Regions from separate parts of the Gossypium hirsutum genome. Here region 2 is linked to region 1. Evidence: chromatin contacts called from public Hi-C data. All regions are on one chromosome and are shown on one strand. Each heading gives the region's core, a stretch centred on a gene start, on an enhancer-like site or on the middle of the called end of the contact. The rest is flanking DNA. Distances are from core to core; before and after follow the strand shown. Region 1 holds the start of LOC107928745 (cytochrome P450 86A1). Region 2 has its middle 4.5 kb from the start of LOC107950869.

Region 1 (3,041 bases), core at 70-2,569:
AGTGCTGCTTTCAGATATATCAATTTGTCTGCTTCATCGAACACCAGAGGCTCTTTAAGCCATTTCTTGCAATCTTCACCACGTGACTCCTGGAGAACTGTTGATATTTCGTCGATGATCTTTTGCTCAATCTCCAGATGGTTCATGACGAGCCAGAAGAACCAGCTGAGGGCCACGGAAGAGGTGTCCCTACCGGCCAGGACGAAGTTTAGAGCAATGTGTTGGAGAACATCACTTGTACAGAGGTTGCCCTCAGCATCTCTCTTCTTCATAAAACGGGACAGTAGATCATCTGATGGAGCTTCCTTTCTTGCTTCAACGGCATCGTTCATGTAGTTCTCGACAATTTGGAGGCTACGCTTCAATCTTTTCTCCACTCCAATCCCCAAAATCTTCTCCAATCTCCATAGAAGACCAGGGTATAAAAACCTATAGAGAGTTGCTTCTGTGGCTGTATCGAAAGCAACAGCAAATGAGTTCTCAGGTAACTCAGGAGAGAGTGTTTTGGGGTCCTTACCAAAGGTAAGGCCACAAATATTGTCAAACGTTAACCGAAGCAACAAGTCCTGCAAGTCCACTGATTTCTTCTCAATGGATGCTCTATCCAAAATATGCCATAACCGATCCTTGATGGTCCGGTTCACCCAACGAGCCATGGCTTGCCTGAGCGTCCGGGTTGTGAACTCAAGAGCTGCTGTTTTCCTTTGTATGAGCCATGTCTCTCCATCACTATTGAAGATCCCTTGCCCCAAAAGATCATGAAATGCAGCTTGCCAATTGGGCCCTTTTGGGTAGTTATCGAACCTTGTCTTGAGGATATGCTCAATGTTTTTAGGGTGACAAGTGACAGTATAGAGCCCTTGCTTCCAAGCCAAGAAAGGAAGAGCAATAGTACATGTTTGATACGTGGCTAAGCCACCAGTTGCTCGAAGGTTACTAGCCATCCAATCATGGATCCGCCTCCGGTTCTCGAAAAGAGATGGTAGGCTACCGACTAGAGGCCACACTCTCGGACCGGTTAACCTCCTGGCTAGGATATGGAACCAAAGTGCATAAGCAAATATTGCAGCAGCTAAGCTGAAGACAAATGGAAGGGTTTCCATACTGCTATTAACAGTATTGGAAGTAGACACAGTTGAAGTTGAGATTGTTTTATGAGAGGGATGAATAAAAATGAAGTTATTTTTAAAGTGATGAAACTAGAAAGGTGTAGGAAGAGTTGTTGGGAAATGTTCGTTCATGGCAATATTTATTGTTTCGGTTGATAGGAATTTATTTATGCCACAGAATTTACACGAAAACCATGCAATGACTTACATTTGCTAGCTATTATTCTATTGATTTATCTACCCTCATTGGCTAAATTTTTTTCCTTCTCATTTTAAACTTTTTTTTTGTTTGTTTCTATAAGGAAAGGGGAAATGGGTTATCTAGAAATGAAGCACAGTACTTGTTGTCAACCAAATTTTATTTTAATAACAAGTTTTCTTGTCATGGCACCACAGTGACGGTGCATAATAGAGATTTAGGGATCATGATCCCCTAAAATAATAAATTTTAATTTAGATTCTTTATAATTTATAAAATTTTAAATTAATAATAAAATTGTGCTTTACCCTCCCCTAAAATGATAAAATTTGATTTAATCTTTTAAAACTCATAAAAATATAGGCTATTAAAATGATAAAATTGTATTTTTTACGAAATATACAATTTAATTTCAGTCCAAAAAAAAAATTTCAGACTCCATCATTAAGTACAAACTCGGTTAACCATGACAATGATATAAATGGTTTTAAATATTTTACCCAATGAAATCAAGGTAAAACATTAGTCATGGTAATCGGAGTAGGAATGAATATTTTCATACTTAGGGAGGGAAGGCCTTGCTAATCTCCTAAGGTCACCCTATTACACACTCTAATTTAGCTTGTAAGTGAAGCTGATCCTCATCCAAAGAAAATGAGAAAGAAGAAGTGGTTAGAGACAGTTTACCTGCATTGACAAAACATAAAATGGGTTTTTTCTTCTACTGCAATGCCCCATATCATCATCTTCTTGGGGGTGGGGGGATGCTCTTGTTTTGTTTGGGGTCCTTTTACTATATATTCTCGTACATAAGAGATTTAGAGGTGATTATGGGTCAGGTTAGGTTTGGACCAGGCCTCAATAGAATTTTAGGCTCGTTTTTAGGTCTAGTTTGGTCCAAAAAATGAGCCTAAAATTTACTTAAACTAGACCTAAATAAAAATGTTAAAATTTGAGTCCGGCCTGACCCACACGTGTTAAATTTTTTATATTATTATTTTACATTAAAAACAAGTTTAAAAAAATAATACATCAAATACACTAAAAACGTTAAAATAAAAATTTTCCTATTTAAATAACATTAAGATAGGTGCAACTTAATAAGCAAATACCTCTAAATAATAACAAAATTAACAATAAAAAAAAGAGTTATATAATATCCAAACAATAAAAATAAAATAGTAACAATATAATAGCGAATGACACCAATATAGTGACAAAACAGTAGCAAAAGTAGTGAAAACAACAACAACAAGCAAGAGATTTTATTTTATTTTATTTTTTTACAAATTCATGTCGGGCTGAATTTAGACCAAAAAAGTTACGTGAGGCCTAGTCCGTTTAGAAAATGTGACTCATTATTTTATTTCAACCCATTTTTCGGCCTTCAGACCTGACTGGTTGGCTCGGGCATGATCAATTCCTAGAGATATTTAAAGCTCTCAATATGTTGATCAAGATCAAAGAACTTAAGCAACTGCTTCAATTAAATAATCAATGGAGCAATCTGTTTATTTATTATTATTATTTTAGGATTCAAAATTTTATTACTATTAAATTTTATCCTTATTCTATTAAATTTATATTAACTCCATTTAATATTACTATTTAATTTAATTAAATAATTAATATATCATTTAAATTATTAAATTATATTTTCTAATTAATTTGAATATTTAAATAGTAAAAAATATTAATTTAATTGGAATTTTTAATTGTGTAATAGCTTGTTT
Region 2 (3,035 bases), core at 266-2,765, 130 kb after region 1:
GGAATCATAACTTAAGTAACGGTACAATATTATTAAAATTAATTGGTGCAATATAAATCAATTATGTATTATATATTTATTATAATTGAAAATATTTAGTTATACATCTTATAATTTTTATCAACAATAACTTTCGAGGTAACCCATGAAGCTTATGTAAAATATTTAACCCCATGTCCAATAGCTAAAAGTAAGTTTTTCATTTTACTTTTTCATAACTTAATTGAGAGAAATTGGAGAATTTATCTAAATCCCCGAGCAAGAAAAAACAAAGTGAAAGTAAGAAAAAAAAGTACACTACAATGATTTATTTTTTATATAAATTTAATTGATGAATGAGTGTTGCTACTTATAGTTGCTGTTTACTAAAACTCAAAACAGTTTATGAAAGTGTTTTACTATAATAGCCACGGTGGAAAATTGTGCAAATAAAATTAAATATTACATAGATTTGTTTATGCAGTTCGATTTCCTTACGTTTGCGGAGTCTAGCTCAATGAGTAACTCCACTATTTTTATTTGTAAATACAATAAGTGAGTCATACTCTATTACTTCCCAAGTTTAGAGATCTCATCTTTGTACCTGAAAAGTAGAACACTCACTTCTAAATCTCCCCCCCCTCCCAGAACTTGGACAGTAAACATTTAATGCTTCCAATTTAGTTTGCACTCTTTCACAAAATAATTCCTCAATAAATAGATTCAAGTGCTCTCTATAAGCTCTCATACTTAATCTAGACAATCCTCAAAGCATATATCAATCTTAGCTTGCTAACAGAGAATCTAAGTAAACACAAAGTAACTCCTTGAAAGTAGCTATTACAACATTAGCATTCAAAGCATAACCAATCGAAGATATGATCTTCAAAAATTAGCAACACAATCTCGATCAAATCTCTACATTCCAAGAGTTGAATTGATTCACTTGAATCCAATCTAATCTTCAGTAGTTAAAGATTGGTTTCCATAGATAGACTATTGTATCTTCAATATAACATTACATTAACAGGTCTAAAGATTTTCTTCATTAAATTGTCAACTCAAATAAGGCAAGAGTTTTATTGCCTCTGTGATAGCCTATAGTGGGCACTACTGAGTGCCACTCAACTCATTCAACACACCTTGCCTCAACTATAAGGATGGTATCAAATTTTAATAGAGTTAATATTTACTATTTCAAAAAAAATGTCATTTATTGCTTAATAGAGTTAAAATTTTAGAAGTTTTTGTTGGTCCTACAAATGAATTTTTTTGTTTAAAGTTGAACTATAAATGAAAAAAAAATATATGTTATTTTTAAATAGTATATATTACTCAATTTTTATTTGATTTTTTTAGTAGTAAAAAGATTAAATTGATTCATTTAATAATAGAGGAATTTGACAGTTACTTTCACTAAATTTAATTTTACCTGCTGAAATGTAATAGGACAAAAACTGAAATTTATGATGAGTTTAAGCCCAAGGGACGGATCATCGTGTTTGCTGGTGGGCATACTTTGGGCTCCGTTTTAGCATTGTGCTACATTAAGCCCACATCAAAACCCCTCCGTCTCAAAGGAAAACTATTTTCCAACTAAACAAAGCTAAGGTTAAAAATTAAATTAAAGGATTTATAATTGATAACATCATCACACATCATTTAAGTTCTTTTTAAGTACAATTTCACTTAAATGACGTGATATTTGATTCGCATGAAATTGTTGATTGATATAATTAGGAATGATTATGCGGTTGATAATAAATTTTTTGAACTTCATTTAATATTTGATTTATTCAAACAAATCTGACAATTTAAATTTCGGCATGTCTCGCAAGAGCATAATAGACTGGCAGATTACATGGTTAAAGTTGTTCATAGTGGTCTTAATAAGTTATCGACTTTTGAAGACCCACCTGATCATATTTGATCTTTATTTGAAGAAGATGTTCATTGAGCAATGGTTAATATAAGCTTTCATCAACCTTATTGTAACTAGTTCCTTAAACTTTGTTTCTTTTCTACTCGAAAACTAAATCATAAAAAAATTCGTTAGAAATACATGATGAATTTTCTTTAATACTTCTTATATATTTAGTATTGGATCCCTTTTATCTCTTTATCCAATTTACCTTTTTAGCCCCAAAAGTTAAATTGAAAAGAACAAAGCTTGATATGTTGAATAGGGCCGAGTATACCATTGTGTTAAATTTAAATTGCTTAATATATCATTTGGTATACCATTGAAAAGAACAAAGTTTGATACTTTTTTTTAATGTAATAGTTGTTGTTGTTGTTTTTTTTTTTGTCCAATTTGGTATCTCTATTTGATAAAAAGTTATATAGTTTGGTATTAAAAATTCATAATGCTAACTTTTTAGTGTTTAATTCGAGTTTTAAGATTGATTTGATGAAAGTTAATTGCAATATTATTAGGTTTGAATTTTTAATGATTTTGTTAATAGAATAAATTTAGTGTTAATTGTGAATTTGTTTAATTTTATGTTTAATTTTTCAAATACAGTTTGATGAATGTGATTTAATTCGGATTTTAAGATTAATTTGATGAAAGTTAATTGCTAATATTATTAGCTCATTATGAATTTTCATCAAATTAACACTAAAATCTAAATTGAACACTAGAAAAAATAGTAGTGTTGCCTTCAGGTACCAAATTGTATAACTTTTGTCAAATACAGATACCGCATTGGACAAAAAAATAGCATAAGTAATACATTAGAAAAAAGTGTCAAACTTAAGTGCCAAATAATGTATAAAACCGATTTGAAGAGATGGCAACTAATCTTAGAAGATAGAGGGAATCATATCTTGTAAAGATTAGATTAGATTTGATAAGGCTTATCTTGTAAATCCCTAAAATTAAGGGATATGGTTAAATCTCATCCGTCGATGTAAATGTATCTTGACCGTCGGTTTTGGGGGAGCTCAACTATAAATAGAGAGCCTCCCCCTCAGTTGTACTCACTCCATTCATTGTTTCATTATTCTTTGTGAATAAGAGAAATAGAGAGCATTTACTCAAACACTTTGCGAGC

The links. A called contact is a pair of places that touch in the nucleus more often than the background predicts.
Region 2: a Hi-C map of leaf shows a contact between it and region 1, with 2.3 times the contacts expected there. The contact joins the enhancer-like site here to the promoter of LOC107928745 in region 1. A contact is called at or near these places in 14 of 34 Hi-C or Micro-C datasets (callus, fibers, leaf and 2 more).

What each region holds. Positions count from the first base shown.
Region 1 is chrD03:45,235,423-45,238,463 of Gossypium_hirsutum_v2.1, forward strand. LOC107928745 (cytochrome P450 86A1) reads right to left here and starts at 1,320. Exons shown (of 1, transcript XM_016860000.2): 1 at 1-1,320. The coding sequence starts at 1,103.
Region 2 is chrD03:45,360,981-45,364,015 of Gossypium_hirsutum_v2.1, forward strand. No RefSeq gene overlaps it. Among protein-coding and RNA genes, the nearest start is that of LOC107950869, 4.5 kb to the right of the region's middle. Within about 2 kb of position 1,516, at least 1 of the 9 cell types and tissues checked has an H3K27ac peak or open chromatin away from gene starts, as enhancers often do. A contact at or near this core is called in leaf, where this site is marked.